Linked DNA regions of Mus musculus: region 1 is linked to region 2. Evidence: chromatin contacts called from public Hi-C data. All regions are on one chromosome and are shown on one strand. The core of a region is the stretch at or near the end of the contact, and the rest is flanking DNA. Distances in the headings are between cores, read along the strand shown.

Evidence for each region. Hi-C and Micro-C count contacts between places; a contact is called where the count stands out from the background.
Region 1: a contact with region 2 is called in a Hi-C map of B cells, with 5 read pairs. The contact joins the promoter of Morf4l1 here to the promoter of Tmem30a in region 2. A contact is called at or near these places in 2 of 484 Hi-C or Micro-C datasets (B cells and CD4 T cells).

The regions. Positions count from the first base shown.
Region 1 is chr9:90,112,198-90,117,854 of GRCm38.p6, reverse strand. Morf4l1 (mortality factor 4 like 1) reads left to right here and starts at 3,035. Exons shown (of 12, transcript NM_024431.3): 1 at 3,035-3,319. The coding sequence starts at 3,280.
Region 2 is chr9:79,789,434-79,794,836 of GRCm38.p6, reverse strand. Tmem30a (transmembrane protein 30A) reads left to right here and starts at 1,407. Exons shown (of 7, transcript NM_133718.4): 1 at 1,407-1,863. The coding sequence starts at 1,627. 4930429F24Rik (RIKEN cDNA 4930429F24 gene) reads right to left here and starts at 1,196. Exons shown (of 3, transcript NR_040734.1): 1 at 972-1,196.

The DNA of each region.
Region 1 (5,657 bases), core at 1,786-4,285, about 10 Mb before region 2:
CTTGTTTTAAAGTAATAGTATTCGTTTTATTAATAGTCTATTACATTTACTTGTTGTATATGTGTGTGTGTGTGTGTGTGTGTGTGTGTGTGTGTGTGTGTGTGTGTGAATAAGAGTCACTGTTTCCTTCTACCATATGGAACCTGAGACTAGAGCTCTGGTCAAAAGGCTTGGTGGCAAGACTTTACCCTCTGGACTGTCTCGCTAGCCCTATCTTTGTTTGTTTGTTTATAATTTTGTGTATAAGTGTTTGCCCTCAAGTGTATTTGTGTACCACATGTGTTCCTAGTGCCATGGAGGCCAGAAGAGGACATTAGATCCCCTGATACAGGAGTTACAGGCAGTTGTAGCAGCCAGGTGGGTTCTGGGGATTGAACCCAGGTCCTCTACAAGAGCAAGTAGCTCTTTTAACTGCTGAGTCATCTCTTCAGCCCCACTATCTTCATTATAAAGGAAACACTAAATTTTAGCTTGAGTATGGAGAAAACAATTGTGCTCATGGGCTTCTAGATTAAGCTCTTCTGATCTAATTTTAAAATGGCACAACAAATAATGACTCTTGTCTTGCAGTCCTGAAGGCTTGAGTTTCAGAAGGTGAGAGGAGAGAACCAACTCCACATAGCCTCCCTCTGCCTCACATGGGGGCTGGGGCACTTGTGCAGATACACACAGCATGCACACAGAATATGTTTAAAAAGAGGGAGGGGCGTGCACAGCTGGAACTGGAGTTTCCCTGAGGTGCCCTGTGAGTGATGGGAATTGAACCCAGGCCCTGAACTAGTGCTCTTGATTAGCCATCTCTTCAGTCCTCATAATGAAATCTTTTTTTAAAAGATTTATTTATTATTTATTTTTATATGTAAGTACACTGTAGCTGTCTCCAGACACACCAGGAGAAGGCGTCAGATGTCATTAAGGATGGTAGTGAGCCACCATGTGGTTGCTGAGATTTGAATTCCGGACCTTTGGAAGAGCAGTCAGTGCTCTTAACCACTGAGCCATCTCTCCAGCCCATAATGAAATCTTTCTAAACGACCATAAACATATTTTTGTTGAGCTGACTCCACGGATAAAAGGACCAGTTGCTAAGGTTAATGGCCTCAGTTCTATACCCAGAACCCAGATGATAGGAGTGAACTGACTCTTGCAAGTTGTCTTCTGACCTCCAACAGCTGCATAACACACAATAAATAAATTTTAAAATTTGTTATTAAGGTATAATGTAGATATGGTAAAGATTATTAATTTATGTGTATGTTTGGACATGCCCCAAAATTCACGTAATCATAAAAGATCTAAAAACCAAGATTCCTTAGTGCCCTTTTTTTTTTCTTCTTGTACTTAACAGGACTTTATTGGTTCAACAATGAACAGCAAAGGAAACATTAACTATCACTCTGGGGGCGACATCATGGAGACATCAAAGTTACCCGTGGAAAAGTACCTCTTTCATATTTATCTCCCTCTACCCACCCTGGACATCCAATTGAACGCTGTCCTGATTTTTTCTTTTTTTTCTTTTTGGTTTTTCGAGACAGGGTTTCTCTGTGTAGTCCTGGCTGTCCTGGAACTCACTCTGTAGACCAGGCTGGCCTCAAACTCAGAAATCTGCCTGCCTCTCAAGTGATGGGATTAAAGGCATGTGCCACCACTGCCTGGCTGCTGTCCTGATTTTGAATCAATGATGAAAATGTTCACTCTTATACCTAGCTTCTTCTGCACAACATACTTCTGTTGATTTAAAATCAGAGAGTGGAAATAACATGTGTGGCAAGGATGTGGGAAAACAGGTATCCTCAACTTGCTGGTTGAAATGTAACCTGAGAAAACTTTTCACAAAGTAGTTTAAAGTACATCAGAACCAGGTTTGGTGGTGCATACCTCTAAATCCAGCACTTGGGAGGCAGAGGCAGGTAAATGTTTGAGTTTTGGCTAGCCTGGTCTACAGAGCTAGTTCCAGGACAGCCAGGGCTACACAGAGAAACTTGGTCTCAAAAAAAAAAAAAAAAAAAAAAATAACTGAAAAAAAAATAGAGACAGAGTTTCAGGAGCTAGACACTGTGAGTTCATGGTCCTCTCAGTCTATATAGCCAGTTCCAGGCAAGCCAGGGTTAAATATATTTAGTAAGACTCTGTTGAAAAGAGAAAAGGCTTTGACATAAAGGTTTGCCTAGGATAATTAGGTAGCTACAAAGTGTGGAAGGGCTTCAAATATCAGGGTGACTGTTTTCTGACTTATCTCCCTAATTAACAGCTCTGATCCTTTGTGTGCAATTCATGTAATTTAGTGGGTACAGGGGTACAGTGTTATTTCACAGCAGAGTACATTAAGGAGTTTTTGAACATAGGAACAATGTGAAGAGAGGTTTTGTTGTTGTTGTGGGTTGGGTTTTTTTTTTTTTGAGTATACATCCAATACTACCCCAAAGAAATAAGATGGCAAAAGATGGTACAAAGGGGTTAAGTATGGAACCTTGACTTTGACAGCAATCCAGGTTTGCCCCCTTTAGTGAGACTAAGTACTTCAAGAGTCAGAAGCTGCAATCTACAAATAGTCATGGGAACCGGACCCCCACCCCCTCCCAACCCCCAACTCCCTCAAACAGGGCATGGCTTTCTAGACACCGAAGCTTCTGGAGAGGATCACCTTCTCACTCGCATCTAGCTTCATTTCTGGCTTCCAGCGCTCTCCTAGGCCAAGTCCTGGTGATGCCGTGGAACTCAGGCTGCAGAGACAGTCCTGTCCTCAGGCCACTTCAACACCCCACCACATTTACCTGGCTTCATTTCCTATCTAAGCATCTGCCCCCCTTGAGTTTTTCCCATCCTTTCGTCACTAGCTAGTGATTTACTTATTCCTTCCTCTTTGTCACCTACAGAAAATAAAAATCTGGGTTTTAACAAGCCTCTGGGGTCTGGATACTTAGAGGGCTGGGGTTGGGGACAGGGGCGGTGGTGGATCGCGGGCGTGGGGGGGGGGCAATTGTCTCCCACTCCCCTCCCCCACCCTGCTGGCGTCATCCGAGGTCGAACTACCAATCCCGGCATGCCTCTGGGCGGCACGGGCGCAGGCTTGTGTGCGTAGCGGTTAGCCGTTGGCTGAGGCGGCGGCTGCGCGGGTCGCGGTGCTGTGAGGTCAGGCGGCGCTGGCAAATCGCGCCCAGGATGTAGAGCTGGCTGTGGCCGACGGCGCGTCTGACGCTGAGTTGGGTGGGGTAGAGAGTAGGGGGCGGTAGTCGGGGGTGGTGGGAGAAGGAGGAGGCGGCGAATCACTTATAAATGGCGCCCAAGCAGGACCCTAAGCCGAAATTCCAGGAGGGTGAGTGTGCCGCTTTGGGGAGAGGCATCTAACGGTGCACGGGAGAGAGGCTGACTCAGGGCGCTGGAGGTTTGGGGGTCGGGGTCGGCGGGGCTTGCGGCCGGGGGAAACCGTGCAGGCCTTGCTTTGTAAGGGGGAAAGGCGCACTGCGGAGGGTAATCTCAGTGCGTCATCCGCGACAGTGCTCGGTGGCGCGAAAGCGAGCCCCCGGCCACGGCCAGGGCCGAGGGCATCTCCGTGCGTGTGGCAGAGCCTCGGCGCTTGTTTGTTTGTTTTTCCGAGAGCGGAGAAAGTCTATTGAAGGGAGGTGCCCGGCGGGCGGGTGAGCGATGGCGACGGCGACGGTTGGGAGGTGATGTGGCGTGGGGGAGGGGAGCAGCGGCAGCGCATCCTCCCCGCTTAGCTCTCGGCCGCGGGCCGCGCGGGCGACTGTGGGCCGAAGGTTCGAGGCTGTTGGACAAACGAGCGGCTCTGTCTCGGCGTTGTGTGGAGTTCTGCTGTTGGGAGGACAGGGGATGGGGGGTGGGCTGTGCGCCCCGCGGCGGGAGAACTGCGTTGTAAGATGGCCGCGGCAAGATGGCCGCGCCATCATGGCTGCCGGCGTCTCGCAGCTTACACGCAGCTTCGGGCCAGATGCAGCGCCCCCTGGCACGGCGATCACGCGCAGACCAGTTCCTCCTCTTGCCTCTGAGTGATGGGTGGGGACAGAAAAAAAAATAAAACTGGAGCCGCCCGAGCGAGTTCCTAGGCTTGCTGTTGCCTGAGGGCATCGTTTTGCTGTTTTTGGAGCTGTGCGCCAGGGCCCTTTAAGTACTCTGTGCTCTGCCGAGCGGTTCTCGTGGAAACAGTTTTTAGTTCCTCCTTAGGGCGTTTCCATCTTGAGATGCATGGCCTCTTTGTCATTTTTAAATACAGTAGTTGCTTGACTGGTTGTAGTAGTATTCGATTTTAATGGCGATTTGAAAGCTAACGCTTATTAGTTGGCTTTGACTGAGAACGTTGCTGATGAACGGTTACTGCTAATGGAAAGCAGTTACTCGGTTCTCACAACTCATCTGTCGAGGTGATTTACTGATATACTAAAGGAAATAAAACTATAAGCATAAAAAGGAACACTTTAAACTTGTTACTGCCAGATACGGCCGTCTGTGTTTATCATCATACATGCTGGGTCCAGGCGCTTGCGTAACTCCTGTTCTAGGATGTTTAACCAGTAAAGTGCCAGACTTTTAAAAGTCTCAAGTTCCAAATCGAAACGTTTTAATTAATCGATGTACAAGGACAGGCGGATCTCTGAGTTTGAGGCCATTCTGGTCTACTTAGAGCTTTTCAGGACATCCAGAACTATACAGAGAAACTCTTGTGTGTGTATGGGGAACGGGGTGTTGCTCTATACCCAGTGGAGGTTCAGGGAGTGTGGAGACCTGCGCAGGTGGATGGATCTCTGTTAGCTCATTGTCCAGTCAGCCCATGGGTGAGCTACAGCTAAAGTAATCGACCATCTCAAAAACTAGTGTGAAGAGTTAGCTACTATGGAAGACACTGAGCTGGCTGGTCCTCACTTGTAGATAGTGTAAGATGGTGTACACTGTAGTTTTGCCAACTCTGCGAAACAGTTGGTTTCCTTTGTAATTTGATGTTTTATGTAGCAGAGCATGCCAAGAGGCCCATAGATTTCTGATTGTCAGAGCACAAAAGCTTAAATCCTTGGTTGATGTTAGAAACTAGAAATCAAGAATGGTTGATAATAACCCAGAGAACATCTAGAAAGGAAACAGTGTTGATGGGATTATTTTGAAATCTTGGTAGAATTTTGATAGTGAAAGGTGGTAACTTTCCATTTTGTTGATGTTTGTGTTGCATTATTTTATGTGTGTGAGTATCCTCAGAAGCCAGAAGGCGGCATTGGATTTCCAGGAACTGGGCCTGCTGGGAATAGAAATGCTTCTCAGTTCCTTGTGTGTGTGTGTGTGTGGTGGTGGTGGTGGTGGTGGTGGTGGTGGTGTGTTCTTAAAAAATTCATCAGCCCAGGGCAAGATTTTTGTCATTTGAGAGTAGAGTGGATCTGAGGATGGAGAACTGCCTTCTTAATTTGTCCTTTCCACTTGTTAGACTGATGTACATCAGTTAGTTAGTTGTGTGTGTGTGTAAATTTTCATTATTCAAAGAGCCTTACTTAGTGTAGTTTTTAGCTGAAGCAGCCAATTTTAAAAAGGTATTTCAGATTAGTTTAAAAGATAACCTGGAGTGAAATCAGTAATCACAGATCTGAGCTTAGTGCTTCTGTTTAATAGTAGCATGTTCTACCCATTTATTTGGGTCTTAGCTTTGGACTGTT
Region 2 (5,403 bases), core at 158-2,657:
ATGATTATCCCCAACACTGTGATGAACATTTTACCCAACAGAACGTTTAAGACAACAGGCTAAGCCTCTCTATGACAGACTCTTTTCCATTTGAATGGGGTTGAAGGTAAACTTAGGCTGCTAAAGCAAGATACAAACCTAAGGATTCTAGAGGCCTTAAGAATTTGAGATCAGCTAGGCTGTGGTGGCCCAGGCCTTTAATTACAACACCCAGGAGGCAAGAGGATTTATACAAGTTTGAGGGGAGCCTGGTCTACACAGAGAAACCCTGTCTGGAAAACCCGGGGCCGGGAAATCCAAGATCACAGAAGAACATACTGGAGCAAGTCAAAACTGTAGACAAAGACTTTTTAAAAGTAGGTACTGTCAGATAGTCTGGATTTCAAACACAATTTCAAAATGTAGATGCTATATAATCATTTTTTTTGTAAATTTGCAAAATTACACACTTATAAAAGAAAATTTGTAAAATATAGAAAAGAAAAAATCCTGCCTACAGTCAATCAATGGAGGTTAGCATCTTACGCTTTATAGTTGAATTCTACACTTTGTATTCTCTGTACTGCTTTGGTGTCTTTGAGTTACTAATTATTGTTTATTTATTGAGACAGGTTCTCTATGGATTTCCTGCTGGCCTCTTAAGTAGCTCAGACTGGCCTTGTAATTTCAATTACTCTGCCTTTACCTTTCAAGGGCTGACATTACACATAGTCTCAACGAGAATTTCCTTGGCAGGTTAAAACTAATACCCCTTTTTAAACAAGTGGTATTATGTTCTGGTTTTTGATTACCAAGTTTAAAAAAAAAGAATCACTGTCATGTTTTACAATAACCTTCCCAAACCAATGTGAAGTAGACAGAAAAATAAATGAAAATCGATCAGAAGCGAGGGATTAGGGCTAAACTAGGTTGCATCATCATCATCATCATCATTATTATTATTATTATATCAAATGGGTCGCATGTTATACCTCACTTAAATTCATAGAGGCACACTGAGTGGCGAGTTAAAATTCAATAGGGATCTGCATCCTTTTAAACATGTGGACTCCAGGACGCTACAACTCCCTTCAGAAGAGGCGTAGGCGTCATAAGAAAAGTCAACCCGGCGCCGAAATTACAGGTAGCCCAGGTCACCGAGTCCGACCTGACGGCTCCAGAAGTCTCCATGATAACCACAACAGGAAGTGTGCGCCAACAGAAGCGTCCTCCCGGGGAAGCGAAGACGCTACCGTCCTAGTGCGCAGACGTCGCTCCGGGCCGCGCATGCGCTCACGTAGCCGCGCGCCCGGCCTAAAGCCCTCACTTTGTCGTCACAGGGCAGATGATCAGGGTGCGTCCGTCTTTTTCCTCCCCCTTCCATCCTCCTCCCCCTCCCCTCCCCTCGTCCCTCAATCATCTCCCCATTTCCTCTCTCTCCCTCCCTGGGGCGTCTCCTAAAGACGCCCGCTTCCGGTCAGCGGCCGGCCGCAGAAGCGTGTCCCGCCTCTTCCGCCTCCCCGGTGGCGGCGCGGGTGGCGGAGGCGGTAGCGGCAGCGGTGACTGCGCGTCTCCTGTCAGGGTCGGCGGCACGCAAGTCCCCTGGGCGGCCCAGCTGGACGTGGCCGAGCCGAAGCCCGGGGGCCGATGGCGATGAACTATAGCGCGAAGGATGAGGTGGACGGCGGGCCCGCGGGTCCTCCCGGGGGCGCCGCCAAGACCCGGAGGCCGGATAACACGGCCTTCAAACAGCAACGGCTACCCGCCTGGCAGCCCATCCTCACGGCCGGCACGGTGCTGCCCACCTTCTTCATCATCGGCCTCATCTTCATCCCCATCGGCATCGGCATCTTCGTCACCTCCAACAACATCCGTGAGATCGAGGTGAGGGAGGGGCGTGGCAGTGATCCCCCGGCTCCCAGAAGGTGACAGGCGGGCCCCGCCCTCTGGTGCCTTCTCGGTTTCTTCTGTGGCTTTTCTGAGTTTGCAGTTTTGTGGGCTCGCTTCCTTTGGCTCTCGGTTTACCTGGCTGGAAATGGAATGAATACAGCTAGAATGTCGGGTGGACGAGACTTTTTTTGGAGGCGCTTTGCGTGGGTTTCCGAGAGGTAGAGTGAATGTCTTTTAGGAGGAGATAAGAGGAAAAAGAGTTAGATTTACGTGTTTAACTCTGAGGCAACTCACAGGGGCAGACTGTTGTTATTTGGGCGGGGGTTATTCTGGGACACAGAGATTAACAAATTGGTTGGGTGTAGGACCCGGAGTCAATAAAGGTATTGATTCTTCTGTGAAGAAATTAAGTCATACAGAGCGCACACAAGTAACTTTGATTTTGAGCTAATTAGATATTTTTAGTTGTTGGCCACGATATAGTTAAAGGCATGAAACTTCAGTTCTGGTTTGTTTTTAGGCGGTATTCATTTCTAATTATGCCCCACAGTGGTCCTAATTCCTCCTGCTTGATTTTTAAAATATGCATATCAATGATTCCACACGAAATAAGTTGGAAACTAGCTATAAACGATTTCACTGGCATTACTTTTTTTTTTTTGGAATATCCTACTTAGATGTGATAGAAACACTCTACTGAGGGAAACATTTTGATTTGTGTTGGTGCAGTAATCACTGCATTTTTATCCGTCCGCATCAGTAAAGATGGGTTTATAGCAGGATGTGAGTACTGTGTGGCGGACAGTATTGGACGTCCACAAGTCCTCCATCAAATTAAGGGAGTTTTCATCTGTTTGAACTGGCAAGATCGATGTTGAGTAACCTTGCTTTCTTCTGTTGTAAAGATATATTTTTGTGTACTTAATTTAAAAATAAATACTACATTTAATTGGACGTCCCCAGTCATTTTAGCTAGGGACTTTGGTGACTTTGTTCAGTTTACTAAAGTAAGCTGGTTTATATATATATATATATATATATATATATATATACATACATACACACACACACACATATATATATATATTTTAACTGCACAGTGCTTCAGTATTAATGACAGTAAGAATAGTATCTAGAGTGTATTTTAAAAATCTTTTATTAAATTTTATTTTGACTAGAGCAAGCTCACAGCGTATGTTTTTGGTATATATTTTATCTTCGTGGTTTTAGCCTTGTGATATACTCAAAGGTAGCCCAAAATGCTCCAAAATGTAAATGAAGCTCTGGGCCAAACAGGTTGGGCAGGAGAAAAGTTTTGATTTTAGAATATTTTGGATTGTAGAGTTTGAGATTAGGTATGCTCAACTGGAGAAAACTATACAAACGTACAGAATGTTTTAAAAAAAAAAAAAAAAACTTCTCGGATGTAAAACACTTCTGTTCCCTGTCATACCTAAACCCTGAGCTCTGCAGCTTTAATTAGATTTCAGGGGGGGTAATTGACTTACTTTCTCTGAAGGTTAGTTTCTTCATCTCTAAAATAAATAGGATAATGAATTTCTTCTAAGATTTTACACTTAGATGCAAAATAGATGTGCGTTATGACCCATCAGCAGGAGATGAGAGCTAAGGACCAGCCTGAGGGATGGCTGGACTGTTGGGAGTGTTAATGTCCTGATTCCAAGGTGTAAACTCTCACACTACATCATGACCCTTACTGAGATGATAGGAAAGATAATGGGATACCTCCTAAGCATTAGACCTTTGCACCATCTCCTTTAAACTTGATATTAAGATGAAAGCAATGATGATTTAGATTGTGTATGAATATTTACTAAATTGTTAAAAAACTAGTACTGTTTACTACAGTTGGAAAATAATTTTCTTTAAAACTTTTGGGTTCTGAAAAGTAAAGTAAGGTTCTGTAAACTTAGTGATTAGTGAAATGGAAATTTCTTGTGCTTAGTGTGCCCCTGATTTTAAGAGTGTATTGTAGTGGCACAGAGGGACATTGGAGTTAAGAGCTGGCCTAGAGCGAAAGTTCCAGCTCTCACTAGGTGGTGATGGAACCCTTTTTTTTGTGAGCTGCTCTTAATACTACAAAGATTTAGAGTGGATGATCCTTAAGATGCCATTCACTTCTGAAAGTCTGTGACTCACAACTTAATTTTGATTTAAAATAATGCTATGTTCAAAAAGCCATAATTGAAATGAGAGAAAATGAAAATTAGGAGTTACTGGAAATTTTGTATTAACACCAACACATGCAGATAGAATGATTAAAATTTGAGTGTTGGATATGTAGCAAATGATTTCAAATTAGGTCTGGAGTTATTAGAAAAACCTAGAGAGCTTTTTCGACATACAAGTTTGTATGCTTGTTCTTTATTCTCTGTGTGTGCTGGAGATTGAACTCTGGGCCACGAGGAAGTGCTGTCCCACTAAGTCCTCTACCTTCTGTTAGCTGCTAGCTTAGGCTAAACGCCTTTGAGGATAATTAAAAGTGAACAGGAGGAACTGGAGAGCTGGTTCAGCACTTAAGAGCACTGGCTTCCTTTGCAAGAGTACCCAGGTTTGATTTCTAGTGCCTACATGGTGGCTCACAACTGTCTTTAACTACAGTTCTAAGTCATCCCATGTCCCCTTGCAGCCTCAGCAAGCATCAGATACCCATTTGGTCCACCCACATACATGAGAAGCAGAGGTTGGTGGATCTCTGGGCCTGGTCTACATAGTGAGTTCTAGAATAGGACTAAATGAATGATACTGTATCACAGAAAGGAAGGAAGGAAGGAAGGAAGGAAGGAAGGAAGGAAGGAAGGAAGGAAAAGAAAGAAGAAAGAAAGAGATAAAATAAAGGTAAACAGGATGTGAGCAGTTCTCCCCCACACTGATTCCTGCTGTCTGTTTTACATGGTTTAAGTTTCTTTTTGAAAACTCAGTAGTCCACGTGCAGTATAGTTCAGCTTACTAGGGCAGAAGACTTATAAATCAAGATGTTTGGTATGGCGTGTTTGCTTAGAACTTGGAAAATTGAAAGTAAAACTAATAGACTTTTCACATTTTCCCAGAAAAGCTGCTTTTATGTTTGGATACTCATAGTTAGTATCCTATTACCTTCCCTTGTTAAGTTTATGAATCTCTCTTAGTTGGTTTTTAGATTTTCTAAGTAAAGTGAGTTTTTTAGAAAAGTACCACTGATAATTTTAGTAACCATTAAAATATTTCAATTATGAATTTATTTATTGAAGACTTGTATAATGTCTTTATTATTTGCAGCAAAGACTGAATATTTCTTTTAATTTGACAACAATTAAGAGTCAAGCATGTTCCCACCACAAGGCAATGAATGACTCCTCTAAGGCTCTTGGCTAGGCCAAAATATTCAGCTAACTTGAAAGTACCACCTTTGTAACTTCTGTAAAAGCATTATCAGTGTGAAGTGATATAATTGTAAGTTAATGCTTCAAGCTGGGCAGTGGTGGTGCATGCCTTTAATCCCAGCAGTTGGGAGGCAGAGGTAGAGAGAGAGGC